7 separate regions of the Mus musculus genome follow, and all the other regions are linked to region 5. Evidence: chromatin contacts called from public Hi-C, HiChIP or PLAC-seq and promoter capture Hi-C data. All regions are on one chromosome and are shown on one strand. The core of a region is the stretch at or near the end of the contact, and the rest is flanking DNA. Distances in the headings are between cores, read along the strand shown.

What was found. Promoter capture Hi-C pulls out the DNA fragments that hold promoters and counts their contacts. Hi-C and Micro-C count contacts between places; a contact is called where the count stands out from the background. HiChIP or PLAC-seq counts read pairs in DNA pulled down with a chosen protein or histone mark.
Region 1: a contact with region 5 is called in an H3K4me3 HiChIP or PLAC-seq map of forebrain, with 8 times the contacts expected there. The contact joins the enhancer-like site here to the promoter of Ckap4 in region 5. A contact is called at or near these places in 17 of 39 promoter capture datasets (the 3T3-L1 cell line, 3T3-L1-derived adipocytes, the C10 cell line and 10 more), 1 of 484 Hi-C or Micro-C datasets (bone marrow-derived macrophages), 9 of 115 datasets of contacts at active chromatin or transcription factors (the NIH/3T3 cell line, SST interneurons, cardiomyocytes and 6 more) and 3 of 9 other capture datasets (adipose tissue, embryonic stem cells and liver).
Region 2: a contact with region 5 is called in a promoter capture Hi-C map of cranial neural crest. The contact joins the promoter of Washc4 here to the promoter of Ckap4 in region 5. A contact is called at or near these places in 3 of 39 promoter capture datasets (cranial neural crest, embryonic stem cells and hippocampal neurons).
Region 3: a Hi-C map of uterus shows a contact between it and region 5, with 4 times the contacts expected there. The contact joins the promoter of Cry1 here to the promoter of Ckap4 in region 5. A contact is called at or near these places in 1 of 484 Hi-C or Micro-C datasets (uterus) and 1 of 115 datasets of contacts at active chromatin or transcription factors (pancreatic cancer cells).
Region 4: a contact with region 5 is called in a promoter capture Hi-C map of cranial neural crest. The contact joins the enhancer-like site here to the promoter of Ckap4 in region 5. A contact is called at or near these places in 5 of 39 promoter capture datasets (the 3T3-L1 cell line, 3T3-L1-derived adipocytes, the C10 cell line and 2 more) and 1 of 115 datasets of contacts at active chromatin or transcription factors (embryonic forebrain).
Region 6: a promoter capture Hi-C map of liver shows a contact between it and region 5, with 5 times the contacts expected there. The contact joins the enhancer-like site here to the promoter of Ckap4 in region 5. A contact is called at or near these places in 12 of 39 promoter capture datasets (the 3T3-L1 cell line, 3T3-L1-derived adipocytes, the C10 cell line and 7 more), 1 of 484 Hi-C or Micro-C datasets (bone marrow-derived macrophages), 8 of 115 datasets of contacts at active chromatin or transcription factors (the NIH/3T3 cell line, cardiomyocytes, embryonic basal ganglia and 5 more) and 1 of 9 other capture datasets (liver).
Region 7: a promoter capture Hi-C map of the C10 cell line shows a contact between it and region 5, with 4 times the contacts expected there. The contact joins the enhancer-like site here to the promoter of Ckap4 in region 5. A contact is called at or near these places in 5 of 39 promoter capture datasets (the 3T3-L1 cell line, 3T3-L1-derived adipocytes, the C10 cell line and 2 more), 3 of 115 datasets of contacts at active chromatin or transcription factors (embryonic forebrain, stem cell-derived neural progenitor cells and trophoblast stem cells) and 1 of 9 other capture datasets (embryonic stem cells).

What each region holds. Positions count from the first base shown.
Region 1 is chr10:83,817,699-83,821,460 of GRCm38.p6, forward strand. No RefSeq gene overlaps it. Among named protein-coding and RNA genes, the nearest start is that of 1500009L16Rik, 97 kb to the left of the region's middle. Within about 2 kb of position 1,768, at least 18 of the 459 cell types and tissues checked have an H3K27ac peak or open chromatin away from gene starts, as enhancers often do. A contact at or near this core is called in forebrain, where this site is marked.
Region 2 is chr10:83,541,409-83,545,218 of GRCm38.p6, forward strand. It overlaps Washc4 (WASH complex subunit 4), which reads left to right and starts at 2,533. Exons shown (of 33, transcript NM_001033375.2): 1 at 2,533-2,694. The coding sequence starts at 2,634.
Region 3 is chr10:85,183,445-85,187,290 of GRCm38.p6, forward strand. It overlaps Cry1 (cryptochrome 1 (photolyase-like)), which reads right to left and starts at 1,610. Exons shown (of 13, transcript NM_007771.3): 1 at 870-1,610. The coding sequence starts at 1,027.
Region 4 is chr10:83,878,700-83,882,230 of GRCm38.p6, forward strand. No RefSeq gene overlaps it. Among named protein-coding and RNA genes, the nearest start is that of Gm33919, 46 kb to the right of the region's middle. Within about 2 kb of position 1,807, at least 11 of the 459 cell types and tissues checked have an H3K27ac peak or open chromatin away from gene starts, as enhancers often do.
Region 5 is chr10:84,532,505-84,536,391 of GRCm38.p6, forward strand. Ckap4 (cytoskeleton-associated protein 4) reads right to left here and starts at 1,384. Exons shown (of 2, transcript NM_175451.1): 1 at 943-1,384. The coding sequence starts at 1,362.
Region 6 is chr10:83,835,134-83,838,686 of GRCm38.p6, forward strand. No RefSeq gene overlaps it. Among named protein-coding and RNA genes, the nearest start is that of Gm33919, 90 kb to the right of the region's middle. Within about 2 kb of position 1,353, at least 9 of the 459 cell types and tissues checked have an H3K27ac peak or open chromatin away from gene starts, as enhancers often do.
Region 7 is chr10:83,850,516-83,854,323 of GRCm38.p6, forward strand. No RefSeq gene overlaps it. Among named protein-coding and RNA genes, the nearest start is that of Gm33919, 74 kb to the right of the region's middle. Within about 2 kb of position 2,501, at least 5 of the 459 cell types and tissues checked have an H3K27ac peak or open chromatin away from gene starts, as enhancers often do.

The DNA.
Region 1 (3,762 bases), core at 518-3,017, 710 kb before region 5:
GTTTAGTGGTGCACAGGATGACTGACGGATAGCGAACTTACCTCCACTTAAGCCTCCTTTCAGCCCTGTGAGAGAGCCAATTAGATGCTCTGAGTTCTGCCTCTCCAAACCCTTGGCCCTGGCCACAGTGTGAATCTGCAAGGGGTCTTTCTACTGTCCGTGTGGTGGTGCTGGGTTCCTCTTAGATACACAGGCACAGGAATTGTGCATCAGGGAATGGAATTTCAATGAGTCCCTGGAAGTCATTCAAGCCATTATCATTCATTTTTTTTGTCTGCAGTTTATTTATGCACCCTGTGTGCAAGGATCTCCTTAGTGTAGAGCTTGCTCCAGGAAGCACAAAGCCCAAGGAAAGGGGCAGGGATTACACTTGAATGTGTGTGTGCAGTGGGGGGTGTGTAGGCCTTTGCAGAGAGGTGTGAAAAATGTTCCATGAGGGCTTGGCGTGAGAAACTGCCTTCCCCAGACTCCCTATATTGGAGCATCAATGCCAGAGACTCGTCACCATCCCAGTGACCGGTCGTTGGTCCTAGTCATCTTGGTGGAAAAGGATGTTGTGTTGAGCTGCCCTGAGCTGAGACAAGAGAACCAGAAGCTCACGGGCTGGCCTGGCAGAAACAAGAGAGAGCCTGCCTTACCAAGGTAGGAAAGGGGAACAGACTCCTGAAAACTCTCCTCTGATCTTGATTCGTGCACAGTGGCAGATGTGCATGCACACACACTCTCTCACACACATACAAGTACGAAATAATGAGAGAGAGAAAGAATTATAGATTCTCCTTGTTAAACTCCGTGGGGGTCCTTTTAGAGAGATGCAAATCCAGTATCTTTGTTTTGTGCTGCTATAACAGACAACCAGAGGCTGGACAATTTATAAAGAGCAGGTCTCTTTGGCTCAGAACTCTGGGAAAGCCAAGCACACGGTGCTTGGACAAGGCAGAGGTTTCAGATGGCGTGAGGATGTGGGGGAGAGGGACAGAGACAGGAGCTTGGGGACAGGGATGACTTAGCTTTTGATCTGAACCTATTCCTGTGATTACCAATCCACTTCTCTGCTGGAGGTATTACTGTATTCCTGAGGGCCAGGTCCCCAGGCCCTAGTCACCTCATAAAAGTCTTCTCTCTACAGTGGCACTTACATTTCAATGGTAGGGTGTGTGTGTGTGTGTGTGTGTGTGTGTGTGTGTGTGTGTGTGTGTGTGATGCAGGGGACAACACTGAGTTTTGTTCTCCAAGCGGTTTGCATTTAAAGGAAAAAAATATCTTTGTGAGGCACAGTGTCTTCACTAGCTTGGAACAGGCTAGACTGGCTGACCAGTGAGCCCAAAGATACAGCCTGGTTTGTGGCATACCCTCAGATCACAGTGTGGACCTGACATTTGCCCAGGGAGAGAAGGAAGGCAGGAAGCTGCTAGGTAGCTTTGAGAGAGCAGGAGGAAATCCCAGGGGCTGGAGGGAGTTAGGTAGGGGAGGAAGGGAGGAGGGCAGGTTGCTTGCACATGAAGTGAAGGAGTCCTGAGGTCAGCGTGTGCTTTGATATGCTGATAGGCGCCACTGCAATCCATACATCTTGGAACCTACAAAACAAAACAAAACAAAACAAAACAAAACAAAACAAAACAAAACAAAACCTCCCTTTGGGTCTAGAAAGCTTGTGCCCAGTTGCTGGCTGAGTAGCCCCAGGAGGGCAAGGCTTAAGTTTAGGTGCTGCAGAGATTCTGAGGGTGTGGCAGCTGGTTGTCAGTCAACCACACCTTCCCACAAAGCTCTCCCAGGGATATCTCTGCATCTGCATTAACACCGCGGGGCTATTGTTGGAACTGTGGATGGACCCAGAGAGGGCCGCACAGCCAAAAATGAGTCAATTCGCTTCCCCTTCCCCAGTAATTTCGGTTAGCTGGCAGATTAAATATGGAGGATACCTGTCACAGGACAACAGTGTTGGTACGGGGGATTCTGGAGAGAGGTGGCCTGTTTCTGCCAAGACAAGTTACCTAACTTTGCTGGAAGTCAGATTTATCCTCTGAAAAAACAAAAAAGGAGGATACTAACAGTTTTTCACTTCGTGGGTTGTGGGAACGAGATGAGATAATCCATCACAATGGCTATTATGCTCAAAGTGGGCTGCAGGGGGCAGCATCCTCACAGAAATGTAAGGAAACCTGGCGTTCAAAAGTACCGCACAGTGATACAGAGAGGATCAGCAGCATCACCGATATAAAGAACCTTACCGGTGGGTGGGCGCAATTAAGCAATTTCAAGAGAAAGAGCAGAAAATTTCAATCAAAAGACCCATGCGCACTTTACAGTGAGCACGAGAAAACAAGGAAGGCTTCCCTCTAGGAGCGGGACTACCGCGCTGCTGCTTTGGACATGCCTTGGTGAATCCCCGAACACAGCACAGGTTGCAACTAGAGACCAAGTGTCCTGAGAGAAACTGAGAAGGGAAAAGCTTTGGGCTTGCAGGACATGTGGGGCCGGATGCCAGTACAGTCCCTCACTAGATAGAAGACTTTAAACCGCTTGGGTCATGTCAGAGTTGGATGCTGACAACCTTTTACTCAAAAGGTCAGAGCACAGGACCAGCCAGAGACAGGCGGCCATTACTCTTCATCTCATGCCAAATGTCCTAGTGCCCCTTTTGATTTGCCCTGCTTTCCTGAAGGACACTTCCCTAGGTTCTCTGGCTTTTCCCAGAACCTTTAAAGCACCCATCACTACTCTTGAGTATGATTGGGACTCTACCTCCTGGACCCCGTAGGCATATCATTAACCATCACTAAACAAAGTCCCTACAGTTTGCCACATACTATTTTGTTTTACGCTGTTTTCAACACAACCGTTGGAACCCCCAATCTTATTCTTTAGCCCCTTTCTGCTTCTCTCTGGATTTAAAGAATTTCTCACACCACAGATGAAAACAGACCTTCTTTGTCATGGTTAACTGGCAATGCCCTGCACAGATGTGCCAGCGTGAAAGAATTTTAGGGCTGATGGATGGGTGGACTCTGATATTTTTTGTTGTTGTTGTTGTTGTTGAGAAAACATGGTGGAAGTGCCCTCTGTGTAGCTTGCTGTCTGTGGCGGCAAATGGTTCACTAGCGTGGATATCCAACCGTTTCTGAGCTACAGAGGTGAGCATGTAGAATTTCGACAGATGCAACTTGTCCAAGTTCCTCCAGAGTCTGCGCCTACTTATCTTCCCTCCCCTCTTCAAAGTCTCAGGGGTTCCTGGTTGGCCCCTCTAACTTGCAGTGTAGCCGAGGATGACCTTGAATTCCTAATCCTCCTGCCTCCACCTCCCTGAGTGCTAGCATCACAGGTATGCTTAGTTTATTGGGTGCTGGGGGTGGAACCTTGGACTTGGTTCACACTAACTAGACAAGCACTCTGTTGACTGAGTGGCAGACAGCTCAGGGTCTGTGCCGGGGACGGAGGAACTAGAGAAGCATACAGTTTCCAACTCTATTCCTAAGTGTATGTGACTTTGGGCAAGTTCATAACCTCTGGTGACTCAGTTCTCCCAGCACCGATGAGATCACTCTCAGTTCACCTCTCCACGTTGCTGCTAGGCTGAATTCATATTTGTAGAACACTCAGAACAGGTGCTGGGCAGTCGCTGAGCACTAATCCGTTGTTATGTGTCATTGTCTGGGCCGGGATTTGGTGAGCTGAATGTGGGAGAGGCCACAAGATGCCTGGGATGCGAGAAGCCAGACGACAACTTTCATCAGTGGATGATGGCTTTGTTGAGATGAGATG
Region 2 (3,810 bases), core at 1,283-3,782, 990 kb before region 5:
GACTGACTTAGAACAAGAAGATGAGAAACAGAAGACATTGCCATGGTACCCAGCCTTGCATAAGTGGGTCGTATCGTATCGCTCTTTACTAAGTCATGGATCTCATACAGGGTGGGAAGCAGGTTTTGGAGTGAAGTACCCAAAATTCAGTTGTGGATTCAATGATGTTCACTAGATGCCCATGTAAAGTTCCTGTGGAAATGTGCAGTTGACATAGCATGGAATTATAGAGTTACATTTAAAGGCCATATCAAACTTTGGTGATAAAGGTTTTCTTAGACTCTTGGCTTTCCTCCAAATATATTTCTGCCAAGTCTTTTCTTTTTACAAGTCATCATGTTCTGAATTGTCCACTTTTCAACTTTTCCCCAGATTTTATTTGTTTGGATTTTGTTAGAAAAAAAAAAAAGGAGCATTTTCTAATTTCTTTGCAATGCCAGGTATGGTGGCACATGCCTGTAAACCCAGCACTTAGTAACTGGAGGCAGGAAGATCTGAAGTTCAAGGTCAGCCTAAGCTACATAGTGAGTTCAAAGTTAGTCTGGGCCACGACAACAAAAACCCTCTTGTTATAGATTATGCAATGAGCACAAGATACGTGCTAGCTATTAATAAAGCATTACTTCTTTTATTTAGATTTCTAAATGTAAGCATCTAAGTCATAAAATATTACAAAAGGAATTTTGAAATAAACTTTAAAAAAAACCCTGCCATAATAATTAATTTCTAACTCAAAAGCCTGGGAGGATGTCACTGTGAGATGCTTGCTAATGACCAAGTGGATCAGTGATGCAATCACCATCATGGCTGTTCCCTCTGCTACATAAAGCCACTTTTATGATGACAGCCATTGGCTTCTGTATCGTTGTCTCCTCCACTTCCAGGCTAAGTGATCTCTAGAGAGTTGCTTCTTCTTAGCTCAGGGCATCCGTGGAGCACGTGACCTACACTAAGCCAATGGGTCCACCCCTCCTGATATTTGGGTTTCTGAGATTGGCTGGAAAGTGTGCTCAAGTAAAGAAAGGCTAATCACTGCTGGCAAGACTTGATTCTGGGACTTTTGTTCGAGTTATCAGTTCAGCGTGCTCTTTTTCTCTCGTGGGCTAGATTTAGTCTTGTGATAATGTGGGCCCGAAGCTGCCAACAGCTACCATATGGAACCTAAAGAAGGCTGCCAGAACTGCATGCTACAGAAACTGAAAATTCCAATAGGCCACCCTGAAGCCAGAGACACACTAAGTCCACATGTGTTTGTCAGCTGTCACTGTAACAAACACTTTTGTTAGAAAAAAAAAGCATTTTCTAATTTCTTTGCAATGCCAGGCATGGTGACACATGCCTGTATTCCCAGCACTTAGGAAAGCACTTTACAAAGTAAAGATGTTCATTTGTGGCTCAGATCTGTAGAGGTTTCCCTCCATAGCCTTGTCACAGGCCCAGGAGCAGCAGGGACTCTCAGCTACGATAATGAGATCTTGTCTCAAAATAAAACCAAGCCCAAACCTTAGCATCTCAGAACATGCTCTTCAAGAGAACATTCTATATTGATTTGTGGTACTTTATATAATGCAAATAACTTTAAAACTCTGCTTGAAAAAGACTCAGCTAATAGACACAAGAAAAATTTAAGAGCCACTTTGTATTAATGAGCACCTACCCGTTTTCAAGTAATCCAGTCTTCTTTAATGAGATTTGAATTCTTCCTATGCATTTGCAAACACATGAGCATAAATAAACGTTTACGTCGATTGTAGATGTTACAGCAAATATGCATTGTTCTAAAATCGACTCCTCTCCTTTTTTTTTTTTTCTTTTTTTTCTTTAATGCCATTTGAGACCTATTTCATTTTGTAGCTTTCTAGGAGTTCAGAGTATGGATGTCTTAAATTTTACATTATGATTTTTTTTTTGATGCTATTTAGACTGCTTCGTAGAAGTACATACTAAAAACTGCCCTGATAGAAAGCGTTTTGTGTAAACGTTAGGATAGATGTAGAACTCAGGGTAACACAGTTCCCACCCCACCTTCTTAAAAGCAAGGAAAGAAAGAATAGTGATCTATGTAAAGCAAACCCAGTAGTGAGATTGCTTGGTGGCGTTCTTAAAGTCATTACTTTTTTACACACACAGGTCTTTTCTCAACAAATAATCTGCACAGGAAGTGCAAGGGGATCAAGGAATCGCGAGGGTAAAGACAGAAAGGGAGCTGGTGAGACAGGCATCTTGGTCCAAGGGCTCGGGCAGTGTCCAGGTGAAGGACCGGGTCTTGCGTTGGGCCCCACCCGGTTATTTCCATTCTTTCCAGGTTAGACTGAGGGAGTAATCCCCTAGGATATAAAAAAAAAAGAGCCTCGAGGAACGGAATGTGCCCTGAGAACAGTCGTGAACGGCAGCGAGACCAGGAAAGGATGCAGGATGCCAACGGCAGCCATCACTATGGCGGCCGCGCCGGGAGCAGGCGGTCGACTCGCTTTCCCAGCGGCTCCCGCGGTCCGCAGGGCCGAGAGTCCACTGGCTCTGGCGTGCGGGGGCGGGGCCGAAGCCGGAAGTCACGTGCCGTGACAGCGGCTGGGGTGAGGCCCGCGTCGCGGCTGTGGCTGCTCGGGGCTGTGTCTGTGGGAGGTTCCGCGGCGATGGCCGTGGACACTCTGTCGCCCGACTGGGACTTCGACCGCGTGGACGACGGCTCTCAGAGTAAGCCCCGGCATCGGGCGAGGCGGGCCGGGCGGCGCTGCGGACGGAGGGCGGCGCGGTGCGGCGCCGCGCTGCGCAGCCGCCCTCTCGGGACCCTCCCGCTGGGTGGGACTGGGGCGCTCTGCGTGACCGTGTGGTCGCGTCTGGCCGTGCACTCGCACCCTGCGTCCCTCCCGGAATCGGTGACGGGCCAGCGGTGCCATCGCTGGGGAGCCCCGCGCGAGGCCATCCTCCCGGGTTGTCCATCCCGTCCCAGGGTTTGCCCCAGATGCTCAGCCTTCAGTTCTAGAAGAGTCTGGGTTCCCGTTTCGGTTTCCTGTTTTTCTTTGCTTCTCAAGCCAACTTTTGAAGTTTGGATTCACGTTCTTAGAACCACAGAGACAGCTAAAAACAGCTCTTTCTGGCCTTAAAAAAAAAATCAACCAACATAGGAATATCTTATTCCTTCTCGGCCCTTTATTGATTTTTAAATAGCTGAAAAGGTTTTTAAATCTATTTTAACTTTTTAAAAAATCAGATCTGCTTCGCAGTTGCCTCATGACGTCAAGTCCAAGTTTATGTTTAAAATCACTTCCAACCCCAAAAGCCTCATAGTTTGTTTCAGCATAAATGGACAACCCAAACTAATTAGAGACACTCTGGAGGTTGATTTGTTTGTTTGTTTGTTTGTTTGTTTTTTCTGTGTGATAGAAGATATATTGGGGCGAGTTGCCCAAGAAATTTTTAAATGCATACCTTTCCCAAAAGTAGGAATGCCTTTAAAAATAAAGTACAGCTGCATTATGAATTATTTTACAGAGATACTAGACCATGTACAGATTCCTATGTAACTGTGTTTTGCCTTTACATCTAGTTGAACTATGTTCAGGGTGCTGGGCAGATCTTAAGATATTGGTCTTAGTCAGCATAAAGAAAAATCTAGATGGAAGGATAGTAACCACCCCTTCTCCTCCCCCCCCCCCCCCCCATTGTGCGCTGAGGTCCCTACTTTAGTTTAATCTAACCAAAGTTGGAATGAAGGTATACTGGGTTTCAGCTTTAAGTGGAATGAATGATCAGTTATTTAGACATAATCAGTTTTTTAGATGCTCAGGACTGGGGAAAGGAGTGGAAACA
Region 3 (3,846 bases), core at 360-2,859, 650 kb after region 5:
GTGAGCTACATCCCCAGCTAATTAACATTGTTTTAAATTGTGTCCCCATCCCTATTCCTGTTTACCTCGTCTTTTCTTTGCAACACGTCTCATCTCCAAAAGGACTACATACGTATTTTTTTCTTGGACATATGCCTGAAGAGGGCAGACTTCTCGTTCACAGCTCTATCCCTCATATCCAAAGACACGGCTGGCACATAAGCTATCAATATTATCTGCTGAACTAATGCTTTCGTTTCATTCCGCCACACAATCGTCTATCCTGTTTTCCCAGGCACAGCTCACAAAATGTCCGGAGGATTTCTTCCAGTCGCAATTCCCTAGAAGGATTATACTTTGCCTCGAAAGAAAAACTGTGCTTTGTCTTGTCAACCACAAGGAGGAGTTGAGAGAGAGAGTTGGGAAACCAGCTAATTCTTTCCCTTGCTTTTCCTCCTCTAACCTCAAGGGGGAAGAAAGCTGGATCCGGAGCCCGCTATAATAAATGAATGGTTTTTCTCCACACTATGAGTTACCTAGACACACACGTCAACATTAAAGATTACAACCCTTTCGGAGGCCTAAGATATCAAGGCCATTATGATCTGGGAGTGTTTAATTCTCCTCCTAGTTATTTCTCGCAAATCAGGGAAGGCGTTCCCATCAACACAGACACATAACTTACCGGTAAAAGCTAAAGTGTTTCAGGGTCGTCAATAATCTCTACTACTAAGTCTGTACTATTTAATATTGACCACATCTACAATTCTTTAACGATGTAGGCAATTCGGTCCCTGGACTAAAACCAAATCTCAGATCTGACACTAACGCATCGACACCCGACTCGCGCACACCGCGATCGATTGATTTCCCAAGCGCTTCGGACTCACCGCCACCTGTTGATGCCCACGTTGGAAGAGCCGGCGAACCAGGGGTCGAGGATATAGACGCAGCGGATGGTGTCGGCGCCCTGGATGCACTCCTTCAGGGCGGGGTTGTCGTGGAGCCGGAGTCCCTTTCGGAACCAGTGCACGGCGTTCACCCCCATGCTCGGGGCGCGGCGGGTCACCCCGACTTCCTCTACCGAGAGCTTCAAGGGAGGGAAGCCGGGCTCATAACCGACACCTGCGCTTCCAAGAAAACCTCCTCACCCGAGGAGTGGGGAAAGGGCTGCAGAGAGGGGACGGGAGGAGGCGACGCCGAGGCGGGGCGCGGAGGTGGCGAGCGCGCAGCTGGCAGATGAATGGAGGCTGCCGAGGCGCCGGGATCCACGCGCGACGTCCTTCAGGAGCCCGCGCCCAGCGTCCGGAGGACACGCATACCTTCCAGGGCCTGAGACCCCCGGAGCGCAAGCGAGCGCGCGGGGCCCGAGCCGCCACGACGGCCCGAGCTGGTCGCAGCAGCCCCGGGAGGCTCGTCACGGAAACCTCGCCCAACCGAGGCGACCCGCGAGGAGACGGTGGCGCGCCCGAGGCGGCCTCCACGAACGGACACGAGCTCACGCGGCCTCCGCGCGACGCGGCCTGTGCGTCCCGGAGTGGGCAGCGAGCTCGGAGAGCGCGGGCTAGAGCTCCAGGCCGCGGGACGCTCGCCTGCCGGTCACCGGTCCCGAGGCTGCCCGGGTGACTCCGCCGCGTCAGCGGCCTCCGCCCCGCCCCCGGCTTCTCATTGGGCGGCATGCACCCCACGTGACCACCGGCACCTCACGTTTCTGAAGTGTGTTTACTACACTGGCTCAGACCCCCGCGTGCGCCGCCGCGCCCGGTGCTTCGGGACCGGTTGCGATCGCTGGGCGCTCACGACCTGAGTTCTCGCGTGGGATCCGGACTCGCAGCCTCTGCGGGTCTCCTGAGCCCCAGGCCGCTCGCGGGGGCCACAGGCCGCGAGAAGGGGGAGGAGGCATAGTTCTGCTCCCGGGGCCGGGAGCCGCCTCCATTGGCCGAGGCTCGCGGGGACCCGGATGAGCACGGGGCTGCGGGGAGCTCGCGGGCGCGCGCTCTGCCGGGCACGGCGCGCGTGCGCTGCGCTCTCGCGGTGGAAGAGAAGAGGCTAGGACGCGGGAGCGCGCCCAGGGCTCTTCCTATGGGTTGTGTGGAAGGTCTGAAGCCAGTTCCGTGTGCCCTGAGAGTTATTGCTGGGCTGGGTGAGAGGCAACCGAGGCACAGTCCTGCCTCTCACCCAGCTTCAATCAGGTGTTAATCGGAGTCCCCTGCTCTGAAAGGAGCAGAAATCACGCCGTTAGCCTTTTTTACTGTTTGGGGCGGGCACCTTTGCCCAAGCTCTGGAGAAGACAGGTCCGATCTCAGATATTCAGCATTTCATAATACTGTAGATACATCGTCAATTTATCAACTCTAATCTATTACATGAAGTGTAGTTTAGAAGGTATTTTGATTAGGTTTTTGGGCTTTTTGCTTTGCTTTTTTTTTTTTTTTTTTTTTTTTTCTTCAACTGAAGTTAAATGGGAAGAGGAACCTTAATTGTAGTAAAGACTTCCATCAGGTTGCCTGTAGGGAAGTCTGGGCACTTTCTTGATTAATGAGTGATGTGGAAGGACCCGACCAGTGTGTGTGGCGCCACCATTAGGCTGGTAGCCCTAGGCGGGTTGTATATGGAAGCAGGCTGAGGAAGCCACAGGGAACCAAAACGGCTTTCCTCCATGGCTTCTGCTTCAGCCCTCTATCTCCAGGTTTCTGCTTTGAATTTCTGCCCTGACTTCTCCCCACGATGGATTATTAACTGTAAACGGCAACAAACCCCTTCCTTCCTGGCCAAGTTGCTTTTGCTCATGATGTTTTATCAAAGCAATTGAAGTCTAATGAGAACACAGGGCCACATGTGCATCTTTACCAGACTTCCTAGCCATAACCTACAGGCCATGCCTTAGACATACAATGCCCTTTTTGTTGAGACGGGGTCTCGCGGAGCCCTGGCTTACCTTGAACCTGCTGTGTAACTGAAGATGGCTCTTGGTTTTGCTCTTATCCCTGAGTCCTAGCATCACCTATGTGCATATATTCATCCAGGGTTATTTATGTATTTATTTATGGAGACAGTATATCATTAAGCATCTAGGCTGCCCTTAACTCACTTTGCAGCTCAGGAAAGCCTCAAAGTGAGCTTTGGATACCCCTTGCCTCAGCTTCAGGAACACCTGGTGTCCTAGGCCGGTGCATCCAGGGCCAGAATAGCAGCCGCTTATTGAATGAAGCAGGTGTGTTCCAAAGAGATGACATGCAAACCTAACCACAAAACCCCAGCCCCCTAGTGGAGTTTATTATCTGTTTCTTATTCTTTATATGTGCTGGGTTTTCCTCTGATAGAGGAATGCTCTTTGGGATCTACATTAACCTTTGAACTACTAAAGTATGTCTCCTCATACTGTAGCTTCAGACCCAAATAAAAGGCTCCCTAATTTTTGAAAATATTCTTTACCTCTAGTACAAATATAGCGTCTCCTGCCTCCTGGGGCCCTCCAAGCACATGTGTGATACATCACTTGTGGCTTTGTTACAAAGACTAATAAAAACTTCTTATAATACCCATCTATGGGCTGGAGAGATGGCTCAGCGGTTAAGAACACTGACTGTACTTCTAGAGGTCCCGAGTTCAATTTCCAGCAACCACATGGTGGCTCACTACCATCTGTAATAAGAACTGACACCCTCTTCTGGTGTGTCTGAAGATAGTGACTGTACTCATAAGCATAAAATAAATAAATAAATAAATAAATAAATAAATCTTAAGAAAAGAAGTTTTTTTTTTAAAAAAAATACCTAACTATATTGCTTCATAAATACCAATACTTACCACTATATAAAAAAGTCTCTGTGTCCCTTCGAAGTGAAACTTCTCAAGGACAAGGTC
Region 4 (3,531 bases), core at 557-3,056, 650 kb before region 5:
CTATTAAAAAAAAACACTTATTGGTTCTCTGTGAGTTTCACATGATGCACCCTAATCCCACTCATCTCCCCCTCCCATCACACCCTGCCTTCCACCTTGCAACCTCCCTCTACAACAGGGAAAGAAAATTTTGCTGTGGAAGCTGTAGGGTGGCACAGTGTGTCCCATGGTCTACCCATTTGACCACTCGTCTTTGCTTGCAAATGTTCATTGCAATGAGTCACTGGTCTGGTATGAGGCCTCTGGCTTCTGCTACTCTATCAGTACTGGATCCTCATTGGGAGATACTCTTGGATATACTGTTGTCCTGTGTCATGGAAAGTCTACAGTTTTGGATACTCAGGACCCTTCATGAACTCCAATAGTTCATGGGGTCGATGTTGGGATGGGCCAATTCAAAATCCTGGATCTGGGCCTGATTTTTTTATCTGCTTAGCTGAAGATTCAGATGGAATACGGGGTGGGGGTTGTTGGCAGATGGCCTTTGTGTGCCAATTTTAGCATCTCTCTCCCCTGTTCTCTAGCCTGCTGGTTCACCCTGCCTTCTGGACTTGCTAGAGTCCACAATCATGTAAGCCAATTCCTTAAAATAAAGCTTTCTATTTTCACATGCATTCCATTGATCCCATTTCTCCGGGGAACCCTGACTAGTATGGTTGTGTTTGGATGGTTTCCTGACTTTTCTTCTGCTGTGAACTGGTGTATACTTTCTTGTCTGTGTTTTAGATGCTTGTGTATAAGTCTTTTCTCTACAAGAGCTTTTTAAAGAGCAGGTCTTTGTTCTATTTTCATTCTCTGATGACTACTATGCTTGTGTTATCCTTCTTATGTCTGCACTGAGCTTTCTTCTCAGTGACGTGTTTGTTCATAAGTATCTTCTACTGTGAATCCCACCCCTTGCCTTTTCCATGTCAGACATTTTTAGCTATAAATTATCACTTTATTTCTTTCAGGGGATCTTTGACTCCTAAGTTAGTGGAAACAGAAGTTTTGTTCACTGATTTTTTTGATACTGAAGTCCTTTTGTTTTTTTGTAATTATTTTCATGTATGTGTATGTGGTCACCTACTCATCTGTATGTGCAGCATGTGCATGCCGTGTTGTAAAAGACCAGAAGAGGGCGTCAGAACCACTGAAGCTGAAGTACAGATATTTGTGAGCTGCCAGGTATGTACTGGGAACCCAGCTTTGGTGGTCTACAAGGGCTACTGCTGCTGAGCCATCTATACCGAAGTTCTTAATTTAAAAGTTGAATCCAGCTTTATAATTTGTGTTTCACTTGAGAAATGCACAATCAATCTTGGATATAACCTTCCCCATTTCCTTTAAGAATTTCAGCCTTCTCCTTAACATTTGAATCCTTTAAAAATTTTATGTATTTACCTATTTATTTGTGTGTGCACATGTTGCATGTGTGCACACACGTGTGTGTGTGTGCAAGTGTGCATGTGTGAGTGCATGTGTAAACATCTAATAGATGTTTACACAGCTGAATTAGCAAATCAAGCTCATTAGCTAATTTATCTGCTTTTATACCTATTATTATTTTTCTACAGTGATAATATCCATGGGTCATGTTGTCTGTGCAGATCAGTACTGTGTACTTCTCCTGTCTGACAGAATGCTTCCTCATTCATACTCTCTCAGCCCCTGATAACCACTGCTAGGAGCTCACCATTTCTCTCTCTCTCTCTCTCTCTCTCTTTCTTTTTGAGACAGCATTATAGTCCTGGTTGGTCTGAAACTCACTCTGTAGATCAGGTTTGCCTTAGACTCACATAACTCTCCTTGCAGAGTGGTCCTCTGAGTGCTGGGATTAAAAGTGTGAGCTACTATGCCCTGCCTGCCTTCCATTTCTTTGATGCCACAAATGAGTGATGCCGGGTGGCCTTTGTCTCTCTGTGCAGGCTTGTTTCATTTATCACAGTGTCCTCTGGGTTCACCCATGTCGCTGCAGTGATAGTATTTCCTCCTTCTGTAAAACCTCAGGGTTTCTACTGTGTGTTCTGCTGTGTATGAACCCTATGCTTCCTCTGTTTTCTAGTCCATCCATTCGTGGGGACAGTCTGGCTCCATATCTTGGCTTTTGTAATTGATGCTTCAGTGAACACAGGGCCACACACCTTTCCTGTGTGCCGATTTCAAGTCTTTGAACTCGAAATATACACAAAAGTGAGATGACTTGGTCATCAGGTGATTCAAGATTTACTTTTCTGAGCAACTTCTTATTCCCAGTTTAGATCAGCAACTTTAAGAGAGAGGGAGAGTGAGATAAAGACAGAGAAGGGAGGGGGAGGGGGAGGGGGAGGGGGAGAGGGAGGGGGAGAGGGAGAGGGAGAGACTCCATAGATAAGCCTCAAGGTCAGTACAGTCAGTAAGAAGAAGAATCACCACTAAGCTCCTCCTAGTGACAGGCCTAAGTCTAAGAGTTTGAGTGCATCACCTCCACTTCTGAGAAGCAGTCCAATGAACGGCCTTTTCAGGGATCTCCTCTGGACAGATGAGAAAAGGAAACCTGAAGAGGTTAGGACAGAGACAACAGGGACTGGATGGAGTTTGAACCCTAAGAGTCATGTTTATAGAATCTGTGTGTGTTGCACACATCGTTGTGTGTGTATGTGGTTTTGTGTGTGTGTTTCTGTGTGGTGTGGTATGTGTGTGGTGTGTATGTGGTTTGTGTATGTGTGTTTCTGTGTGGTATGGTGTGTGTGTGTGTGTGTGTGTGTGTGTGTGTGTGTGAGAGAGAGAGAGAGAGAGAGAGAGAGAGAGAGAGAGAGAGAAAGAGAAAGAGTACATGTGGAAGGCAGAAATTTTGCTGGTGTCTCCTACCTTCCTTTTGGAGACAGGTCTCTTACTGAACCTGGGGCTCCCTCATTAAGGAGTGCAGACCAGCCAGCTAGCTCAGGGATCTTCGTGTCTTTGCCTCCCAGCACTGAGGTTCCAAGCAGGCGCCATGCTTGGCTTCTAATCTGGGTATTGAGAATCTGAAATCAGACCCTCATTCTTGCCTGGCAGGCTTCTTTCCTGACTGAGCCATCTCAGTCCAGAATTTATTACAACCAATACCTAAGCAGCATGACTTAGCACAAGAGCCTTGGGCTTAGAATTACATTGCTTCCCTTGGGGTCCTCTGATCACCTTGATGTGTAAACTGTTAGCAACCCTGGGAGACCTTAAAGACACTGGAGCAGTTTGTGGACTACCCTATCCCTTGAATCTGCCTGCTTCTTGAGGGTGAGAAACAACACTACTTTACCCAAATCACAGGCTCTCTCTCAGTCTCAGTTTCCCCCACTGTCAGGATAGCATTATCTGCCCCCTTCTTTCGTGGCCTATTGTAGAGACCCAAAGCAGCCGGCCAGGGGAAAGGAATTATAAATTGAATAGTGTACCCCACAGGTCAACACCAAACAGTGAACAGAGCATTAAAACTTTAGAGATAATTTGACAAAACAGATAATGTCTTTTATCCCCAGGCCTGGCTGAGCGGGAACTCATGATGCTATGTGCTGTGTAGAAGAACCAGACAGA
Region 5 (3,887 bases), core at 134-2,633:
GTGCGTTTCATTGAGCAAGGATGTGGGTGGAGAGGATGGAGAAGGCACTAGAGGGAAGGGGGCTACACTTGGGCTGGAAGGGTAGAAACTGAGCAGTTTGCCATGAGAGTTGTCTGGTCATTCCTGAAACAGCTCGCTGGGGAATCCTTCCTCACGAATGGCCCACACTTTCTTCCACAATCTGCGACTCAAGCCAGCTGTGGTCTGTGTCAACTCACTTTGTGTCTCTTAAACCTCAATATTCGGGTCTGGAAAATGGAGTCAAATTTGTCAGCCCTCTCTTCCTCCCTCTAGTTAACTCTTTGAGTGAGGAAATAAAATACATGAATACGCTGTCTACACACCACATAAGTGTGATCTAATACTTCTGGCCTGTGTTTCCCCTAAAGCTGGAGTAGGCGACTTCAAAGGCCCACATGGGCTCCTTGGTCCAGCTAAGGACAAGGGACCTAAAGATAGACGTTTCATCTGAACTTAGCAAATGACTAAGCTCACTAGCTTCCCCCACCCCCACCCCCAAAACTCTAGGTCTATTAAAAACTGGCTCGGGTGACTCCTACTGGCATAGCCAAGGTGAAGTCTTGACTAGAGGCTTCCGGGGATGCGATGATTTCCCTTCCAGGCTCCTGTTCGGGCAACTCTGTCCATTCAACGGTTCCTAATGCAAAAAGAATGGGCTACGTAGAGCCTGCCGGCTTCCTTACAGGTCACCGCTAATGTCCTGTGACAGGCCCTTGGCCCATCCTCCCCCAATGGTCTGGCCATCCTCAGAGTCCGCTCCATCCCTCTCTGAGACCATTAACAAAGCGGGTCTGGGACCGCCCTGGCGACTAGGGCGCTGGGGTCCCAGCTCTTGCCACAGGGCCTGGGCAGGAAAGGACCAGGGCCCCTTCAGGGAGGGCAGGAGTAGAGTCCCGACCCCGCAAAAGCTGGAGTACCCACCTTCTGCTCGACGCCCTGCAAGCCCTGGCCCAGCTCATCCCTCTGACGGGAGAAGTCCTGGTGGCCACGCCGGACCTGCTGGACCTCCTCCAGGACGTGATGGACATACCAGCCCGAGAAGGCGGCCGCCGCCACCAGGGAGAGGTAGAAGAGAAAGTTGAGCACCCGGCCAAGCCTGCGCGAGCAGGACGCGGAGGACGCGTTGGCGGTGGCGGCTGAGGACCGGCCGCGGTGGCCGCCCCGGTGCGCCTGGTTCTGCGGGTGCTGCGGCGGGTGCGGCGCGGGAGGCTGCGGCTGCTGCGGCGCCGCCGGCGGCTTCTTCGCCACGTCATCCGCGCCGCCCGACGGGTGGGCGCCCTTGTCCGAGGGGCTCGCGGCGCCGTGGCCGCCCTTGGAGCCCCTTTGTTTGGCCGAGGGCATGGCGGCGGCGGCGGCTCGGCGGGATGGGCGAGCGGGGCGCGCGGCCCGGGACGCTGGCTCCGGCTCCCACGGGGACTGCGCGGGCGGCACGCGGGCGCAGCGGCGTCGGAGCGGCCGGGAACGTGGGGCGACGAGGAAGGAGGCCGGCCGCGGAAGGAGGAGGGGGCCTGGCTCCGCCGCCGCCGCGGCGCCGACCCCGCCTCCCGGGAAGGGAGGCCGAGCCCAGCCCGAGCGCCTGCCACGCAAGCGGGCCGCCGCCCCTCCTCCCTTCGCTGCGACCCCGCGGAGGGCGGGCGGAGCCCGGCGGGGCGAGGCTGGGCGCGGCTGCCCGGATGGCTGAGACTCCCAGTGCCCCGGCTACCCTCGAGAGGAGTCAGCGGGGTGGGGGTGCCTCCTGAGCACTGTGCTGAGCACGATCCCCACCCGGGCCGAGGGGGAGTGCTAGGGGGAGCGGAAAGCACGGTTCTGGAAGGTGGGGACAGGACGGGGGGGGGGGGGGTCAGACGCCCTACTTGCCCACCACTAAGCCGGGAACACCCCTCCTCTAAGGCCGCCCTGCAGCCGGGCCAGGCCTGTCTCTTCCCGAGAATTTTTGGGCTCGAAGGACTCTGCACCCAAGCACCTTGGGTATGGACTAGAACTTGTCCTAGGGAGCTGAGTTACTGAGTTATTGAGTTACTGAGTTACAGACCCTCTTTGCCTGGGCAGTAGACTGTATGCAACACCCCCAGGCCCCTTGGTTCTCTTTTCTTTTGGGGTATCATACAGTCTCTCCACAGCTCCAGTTCCTGACAGGCTCTGGGTTGAGTGTAGAGAAGCCATCAGCACCCTCACTTAGAGGGACACAGGTTGAGGTTGTCACTTCCACATTTGTAAAAAGAAATATAGCAGTGCCAGACCTGTGCTTATCAGCTGGTATGGGCTCTAAAATCCTCGCAAAAGCTTTGAACGGTTGAGATTACATTTGCCCATTTTATAGGAAACACACAAGGCTGAGCCTCGACCCCAACAGAATGCCTCAAGGTCCCACACAGCCGTGTTTTGAACCTTGGGCTGATGCTTCTGAAGCCCATGGGTGAGTCTTCACTCATGACTGGGAGGGAAACCAGAGCCCACCATCAGTGCAGATCATTGGTAATACCAATCTGGACCTTTTCCCCTGCACCTGGCTCCCGCAGTCCTAGTGTGTACTTCTGCGCGGCAGAAGTAGGGATGCTATTTCTTCTGTCTGTAACTTCCTCCCAATCTGCTTAGAAGGGGGAAAAAATTAGAAACAAAACTGGAATCTTCCCATGTTCAAATACCACCACTTCCATACTTTGGTGGTCACATGCCCGACAATACCCCTCTTGAGAAAAGTATTTTCGAGGAGACACTGAATGTGCAACTTTACAAGGGCAAAACTTTGCTGAAGGCCCACTGTGTGCCAGAGAGATGTCTGTCCACTGCTAGAGGCACCTTCCTCAAGGACAATCTTGTTGCTCCTCATTCTTTTCGTAAATCACCTTTAAAATCTGAATAGGCACATATGTGCCTGTGATCACGGGCTCTGGGTCCTGGCAGGGGGTGGGGGTGGGGGTGGGGGAAAGCATGTTTTAATGTTTTAAAAACCAACGCCTAAGAACCGAGACAATAAATGAAAAGAGAACTTGGAAAGCAAACCGTGAGCTGTACACAGAGTAGAGAATGAGGAATAATTTGGAGAATGAATTTGCATAGTAGGAGAACAGGAAGGCTATTTCTGAGCAGGAAGTGGGGTAAGCCCAGGACACCTGTCTTGACTAGAAGGGTGTGTGCTGTGTATAGAGAATGGCTGCCCATTGCAAAAGGCCACAAAATAAGGTAGCAAAAGAAGCAGGAGAGTCACTGCTATTGTGGGGAAAACACAGAGGAGATTAAATTTGGGCCAGAGTGTGCCCTAGCGAAAGCATCTGCTCTAGACAGAAGAGAACGCCCCCTCCTTGGGCTGAATAGCAGATACTGTAGCAGAAACCTCTTAGCTCAACAAAGCACAGGGTTCCTCAGCCTGAAGTACAGGGAGACAGGAGATGAGAGTCCTAAGATGACCAGGACTACCTTGCTTAAAAACCATCTCAGTTCAAGGTGTGATTAAGATTACTGATGTGCGAATGGAGACCTTCTCCTCCATCGTCTGTGTTAAGGAGACAGCAGCAGGCTGGAACCCAGCCAAGCTCTGGCCTGGAGGCAGGAGCCCTGTTTGCTCTTTGAGCCGTGGCTTTGCCATCAAATTCCATGACCTTGAGTAGTGGACATAACTCCCCCTCTGGACTTCAGGGCCACCTTCTCTGTAAAGCACATCTCTAAAGCTCCTTTTTATTATGGCATGAATCTGTTCCTTAAAGAAAACAGTCGTTTATTTGTTAGTGAAAATAATCAGTGTTGTTTAGTTTTTTTTTTTTCTAGGAGTTACATGTGAGAGCTGGGGTGGGAATGGGAGGCATCTTGGCTTTTCTCCTGTCAAGCACTGGAGAAGAGTGGGTGACAGGTCAGAGCGATGCCTGGGT
Region 6 (3,553 bases), core at 103-2,602, 700 kb before region 5:
TGTGCAGGGCTTGGAAAAACTAAGAGAGAGAGGCATTTGAAGACCTAGGGCTAACTATTGATAGTCTCGTGCTAGGGAAAACTCCCCTGGAAGTTAAGCCATCTTGTGCTGTGCTGGGTTGTGTTGGGAGTATTCCCTCCCTGACATCAGCCCCTTTGACTCAGGTCACAGCCTTTGTGAGCACTGAGCACATTTTTCCTATGTTGGTCTCAGTTTTTAGCAGTTCTGTCCCAGCCATAGCACCCCCTGCCCCTTCCATTCCAAGTGACTAAGTTTGGAAGCCTAAGTTTTGGAGACAAATTGCCCTGGAACAAAGCTTGCAGCAACAGTCTATGGAAGCCCCTTGGCTTTGTGGGTTTAACATGGCCAGGTGAAGCTGGGGTAAGGTTGGGTGACCTGCGCCCTGTGGTGTGATGGTTCTGGGTAGTCAAGTGAGATGATGCTTAGATGTGCAGATGAATATGAGTAATGGCTTTAATGCTGCTCTTCTCTAGTTGTCAGCTGTCCCCAAGTACAGAATGCGTCTCCAGCCAGCCACTGCTAGTTCTTGAAAAGCATCAAGATCAGTACTCATGGTGGAGCTACTGCCTATCTCATCAGACCTGTATGCAAACCATGGGCCCTCCAGCCTGCTGGAATAAGAAACGTGGGTCTTCCTAAGCCTAACAATAGGGGAAGCTCTGGGATGCTCATCAGCATGAGCCCAAATATCTCTGGGCCATTTTCCTTTCTTTCTTCTTTTCTGAGAAAGGAAGCTGACTAGATTTGTTTCTCCTGACCCACGGGATAACTCCATCTTTATTATCCTGAAATCTGATTTTATCTTATTTTATTTTTGAGACAGCGTTTCAGTGTGTAGCCCCAGGCTGGCCTGTAATTCATTAAGTAGACTAGGGTGGTCTCACAGAGATCTCAGAGAGATTTGCCTGTCTCTGTCTCCCAAGTGCTGGGATTGAAGGTGTGCTCTGAGATATGACTTTAAAGAATGAAAATACTGGTCTTATTAAACATTTAGTTAGTTGTTTTGACCTCATGGTTGGCCATTTTTAGCTTGATGTAAGTCCCGGAACCTATTAAAACCATCACTTATGGGGCTTTAAATTTAATTATGAAAATGGTCCCTCTTTATCACAACAACTACTGTAAGGCCTTCAGCTAGGAGATGACTTTAAACTAGAACTGACTGACCAAACACCCCTTTACAGTTACCACAAAAGCACCTCTGGTTAACCCATCCAGAGAGCTCCTTTTCCTTCACTGAGCAAATGGGAATTATTTCACAAGCATGATTCAACAACAGGGAAAGGGTGGTGTGGGGAGTTGGTTTCTATTTCCTGCTCTTTGCAATCCCCAACTGTTTGCATTTGAAGCCAGAAGGAGAGTTCAGCTAGCTGCCTTGTGAGCTATTGAATTCTTGGCCTCAAAAGGAAATCTGATCTTTGTCTAAGTGACACTCACGTGTGGGCTGAGAGCTGCTACTGTGCATTTAGAGCAGTGTGTGTGCATGTGTGTGTGCACGCACATGCGTGCGCTGTGAGCCTTCTGGAGCCCGTGCTTTCATGACCTTTGAAATAAAAGCATAACCAGGAAAAGATAAGGCTTCATGCATGATCTGCTAGACAGTTTCTGGAGATCTTCAAGATATCCTAAGACAAGGGTACTCAGAGTTAGAAAATCAGGGACTGGGTGTGGGGTGGGAGGACCACCCAGGGTTTCAGGGGCATTGAAGATGTACTTTTGGCATTTTGAAAGTCTTTGTTTCCCATCCCCTTTCTGGAACCAGCCTTTTCACTTTTCAGGAAAAGAAGGTGCTTCTGTTTTTGTAACTGTCGCCATAGAGCAATCTGGGCTCGTGAACTGCCGCTAGGAAGACAAGGTGGAGGGTGGCTGCATTTGTTAGTTTTCTGTGACTGAACTGAGAATCTGTCAGAAACAATTTAGCAGGGAAAGACTTGTGTGTAAGGTTTCGGAAGTTCCTACCACAGTTGTTTGGGTCTGTGTTTCCAGGCAGATTTCAAGGAAGAGTTTCACAGACTTGGGAGTATATGAAGGAGGAAGGTGGCTCATCTCTGGACATGCAGGAAGCAGAGAGAGGAGATAGGTAGGGGCCAAAGCAACATGTAATCCCCAAGGATATGCCACCAGAGACCTCATCTCTTATGTTATATTACAGTCCATTAAAGCCCTCAAGGTATCAAGACCTTCATCAGATTAGAACTCTCAGGATCTAACCATCTCTGGAATGTGTGTGATCTAGTATTGGACCTACAGGTACAGCAGATTCCTCAACTTAAGACCATTCTGTAGGAATTCCAACTGTCATTAGTATCTACCATTAATGAATTTCATGAAAGGCACCACCATGGCTCTAATAGAAGATATAAAACAAGTGAAAAGTGCTTCACCTACTTTGTTAAGTAAAATAGAACCAGGCAAAGAAGAAGAAACTAAGAATCTGTAATCTCTAGAATCTGACATGTCCAACCACATGCGTCCTGGTTAGTTATGAGTGTAGCCCAATGCAAAACCACAAACTCATTTAAAATGTTATGAGATCTTTTATTTTTGGGGGGGGGATGGGTGGTAATTCAATTGTGTGGTGCTTAAGCATGAATTTTACCAATGACAACATGGTGCCCTAAAGTCAGCAAGTTGGGTGTGCCTATCTCCCATTTTCATTTGCATAGCTTCTAAGTTTCCAAGCAAATAGTATGATCATTCATTCCGAGAGTGTGCAGGAAATAGCAAACATGTTTGGGATCCCTTGCCTTTCCTTGCTTATTTTGCTGCACTTCTGCAGTGTTACATCATGACTTCAACGTAGTCTTCATCAAGCCTTTGAAAGACCTGCCTTAAATTGAACTTCCAAACTTCAGTGAATCCTGGTCTCATCTTTTCATTTTCTGAGACTCTATGGAAGCAAGCTTTGCACAGTATTGGTTACTTCTGATGTAGTGGTATTTGGCTTAGCTTGGATTCAGCCAGACTTTGCCTTGGTGATATAGGGAAGTCAGCTTTCAACAGTCTGGGAACTCCACCGAGCTCCATTTGAGACGGTGATCTAACTGTTAGCCAATATCCTCAAAGGACACAGTGCTTCTTGGACACCTTCTGAGTCTCCTGATTGAGAGTTTTTTTGACTAAATGGGGGTAGGTAGGAAAAAGAATTCTCTCCTCCACTCTTCAGGAGTTCTTAGCAGGAGTTCCCTGTAACAAAGGATAGATTAGCAAGACAGCAACAAATAGAAGTTTAATAACACGTACACCATCTGCACACAGGGAAGATACTCACAGACAAGTACTCCTCTAGACCTCAAGACATCTTGGACTTGACAGCATCTGTGGAGCCAAGAGGGAAGGGTGTGGGAAAGGCTGGGTTGAGACACTCCAAGTGTAGCAAGGCTGGGTTGAGACACTCCAAGTGTAGCAGGTGAAGCATTGGAACCCAGAGATGAGGCTTGTAGATAGATCTTCTGAGAAGGTGGTCTGCTGTCACCCTGTCATCTTCCTACCTCTGCCTTCCTGTTGCTGGAGTTACAAGGATGTGCAAAGA
Region 7 (3,808 bases), core at 1,251-3,750, 680 kb before region 5:
TTTAAAGTTGCCCAGCATGCTTTGCTGTCCCACTTGTTTGTTTCTCACATCATGGGATGATGGCTCTGAGCGCTGAGACTGTGTCTGCTCCACTTTGGATCCCTGGGACCTAGTACATATCTAAGAGGCTGAACACAGCCCAAAGAACATTGAATGAAGAGCTGTTCGTTATAGATAGCACTAAAAAGCAAGAAAACTAAAACCAATCAACCAACCAACCAACCAACCAACCAACCAACCAAAACCCCAAACCAAACCAAACCAAAAACCAAATAAACCAAAAAACAAAACAAAACAAAAAAAACCCCAATGTGAAGAGATCATCTTTAATTTCTTCAGCTCCTCTTCTCATTCTTCAATTCCCACCCGGCTCCTGTCTATAGTCACCCCTGTATGTAATGTGTCCCTTCCCTTTGGATGACAGCCATTTATTGAAACCATGCTAAGCGGTTGGAAAGATCCATTACAGTAAGCTTCATTTCTTGCTACTGAAAGCTCCTGGGACTTTAGAGGCTAGGGGCAGAGTCACAGTCAAGGCTAATGAGGCACAGCTGCCACACAGTTCAGTGCTTTGGGAGTGATTTTGGCATCTTCAATAGGAAGCAAGGGGAATGGCTGGTCCCAGCCCTGCCTCAGGGGTGGAGATGACCCTTAGGGAACTAGTTCCGAAGCTGCTTTTTCTGAGAGCCTTTGACAGCCAAGACAGTTTCATTGTCTGTCTGTCTGTCTGTCTGTCTGTCTGTCTGTCTGTCTCCCGCTCCCTCTCCCTCTTCCTCCCCCTCCCCCTCCCCCTCTCCCTCCCCCCTGTCTCTTTCTCTCTCTCGTCTTTCTCTCTCTCCCTGTACCCTTTCTATCTCTCTGTCTGCATATGTGTGTCTCTGTGTGTGTTCATATGTGTAGAGGTGAACATGCTTGAATGTGCATTTGGAAGACAGAGTTCAACCTTTAGTGTTCTTTGAGAGTCATGCACCATTTAAATTTTTTTCTTTTATAAACTTTATTATTAAAAACTTGCAAATAATATATACCAAACCCCCAAATTAACCAGATCTCAAGTCTGTACATTTCAGTAAACTTCACTGCAGTTATAATAGCCGTTTGGGATGGAAACTGTGTAGCTTTACATTGAATTTTACATTTTTACTATTCAAATGTTTTTACGTATTTACCTACCACCACAAAATGCATCACGTTCTCTGAGTGATGAATATCACTAGGAGAAGGTACACAACTATGTTTTTTATTAACAGACAAACTTCCGGGATTCTGCCATATGAACTAGTGAAACACATGACAAGGTCACAGGTGCGGAGCAACACCAAAGGGGCACACTATTGCTGCACTTAGCTGCGGTGTGCAAAAAGCCAATGAACCTTCTAGAATGTAAAGATTTTATGAGATGATGAAGGACTGCTAAGTAAAATGGAGCCGGAAGATACGTTAATGCACTCTCTGTGTAATTCTGTCCACATTGTTCCAAGGGTTTCCAACTGTAACAGGAACTGGGAGATAGCCCTCTCTCCCTACTGGATTCTCTTGTCTAAAATGTACTGCTCCCTGCCTCCATCTCCAGCTAAGGCTTCTCGCTGCACCCAGTCACTCAAGTCCAAATATCATCTTGACCTTCCCTTTCCTTAGTACTCCTATGCAGCTTATCAACAGTTCTTGATCCTCTGACCTCTTGACGTGTCTTCTGTCCATCCCCTTCTGGTTACCTGCATTACTCTGTGCCTTGACTGCATCCTGCCTGCACCCTCTTCCCCCAGCTTTCTTGACACTCTGGACTCATGAAACAGGCTTTCCATCGATCCCCTTGTTTCTTCTTAGTTCCTCTCAGACCCAGGCTCCCTGTCGTAATACTCTTTGGAAAGTGTAAATTATTCATCCTACCATCTGCTGCCACTCTACACTGAGATTCTACCAAATGCAGAAAGGAGGTGGCTCGCATTGAGCTTCTCCTTTATGGCTCTTTCCTGGGTAGTAAAGGGTACGACTCAAGGGCAGCTGCCCAAGGACAACAGCCTTTCATTCTGAACCTAGAAGAAGCAGGTTTCCACTGGGATTCTGAAGGCATTGATGTTCCTGAGAGCTTTCGTTAGAAAGCAGTAGAATGAGGCAGGACAGGATCGCGTGTGTGTTTTGATCAGTGAAGTAGCGGTAGAATGACAGGTGTGTGTGTGTGTGTGTGTGTGTGTCCCCAAGATCTCCAGCCTTTCCCCTCACTTATCTCTCCACCATTCCATCTGGGGACACCTCACTGGGCAGAAAAATATGAGGATATTTGCATGGAATTTTGTCCTTGTACTGTGCCAAAGAATTGGTTCACTTCACACTGGCTTAGGCCTTTTTTTTTTTTTTTTTTTTCAGGAAAGAAACACTTTTCAATGGCTTCGTATATCCAGTTTGGGAGAAATGCCCAAAGCAAAGCTGTCTGTGCTGGAGGCAGGGGCCAGGGTCCGAGCTGCCCAGTGGCATATTTGAGTTTGCAAAGCATTATTGGGATATGTTTGTTCAGCCAGCGATCACATGGCTCCCTTTAAAAAGGCCTCTTGAGAAAGTCTTATCTCTGTGTGTGGTATGAAAATGTAAATTTCAGAAGGTTAAAAGTTGACTTGAAAAACAAGCCAAAAAAAAAAAAGAAGGGATTCATGTGTCAAAGAGTTTATTTAATTCACTAATTAAAAAACTAGTAACTGTCTGGAAACCTGACCACAGAGTATTTGAGAAACAAAGTATAAATATGTATATACATGTCTACTATCATCTGTCAGTCTGTCTGTCTATCATCTATCATCTGTATCTATCTGTCTACCATCTAACTACCATCTATCCGTATCGATCTATCTGTCTGCCAGTCTGTATATCATCTATCATAATCTATCTATCTGTTTATCCATTATCAATCAATCAATCATCTTTCTATTATCTGGCATAAGTCCCATGGAGCCTCATAGTACAATCTGTAGGATACTTGCTCATCTAGGCTTAAGTTACCTGAACCTCTGCTGAACAAAATTTGGAGTCTACCTTTGCCTCTAGAGAGTTGTCATAGAACAGCCTAGGAACCAGGCAGCCAGGCCCAGCAGCATAGGGCAAGAGTGTTCAGTAACCTCTTTCACCTCTTTCTAGAATGCTCTGTGGATAGAACTTAAGGTGTGGACCTTAGGGTGATGGAATGGCAGTTGATCCTAAGTGCCTACTGTTTTATCCTGTTTTTTTGTTTGTTTGTTTGTTTGTTTTTTTGGTGAACTTTCAAAAGCCTGTATTATAACTACCAGTCAGTTAACATGTATTAAGCACGCAGGCTGTGCATGGGCAATACAAGACTGATATTAGTTCCTATCTACCTCTGATGTCCTGCATCCTCGTCCCTGCCTGAGCTCCTGGAGGCAGCGGCCTTGGCTGCACCCAAGGGGCCGAATTGCAGGATGCTGTACTTGCTGAGCTTCTGCCATTAGCACAGTCTTTGCTATGCTGTGTGACTATCCTATAGGAGTCTACACTCCTCAGGCAGGCTTCTTTCTCTTTTGCCATGCTTTGCCGATGAATGGAGGAGGCCAAGGATTGGCAGACTAGCCCGACTAACCAGGCCATGTTAAGAAGTGCCCAGGGTCAGACCTGCTTGGGTGAGCCTGGCCACTGGTTGGGAGTCCAGCGGGATGCCTTCTTCATGGTTCTCATGGGCTGTAGGAGAAGATGTGTCAAGTGTTATGGGGAGAGGGAACAGGAAGGAGAATCTGTCTGGGCTTCAGCAGGAAAGCTCCAGGAGCTGTTTAGCCAGACTTGCTGCTGTTTATGTTTGTTTCTG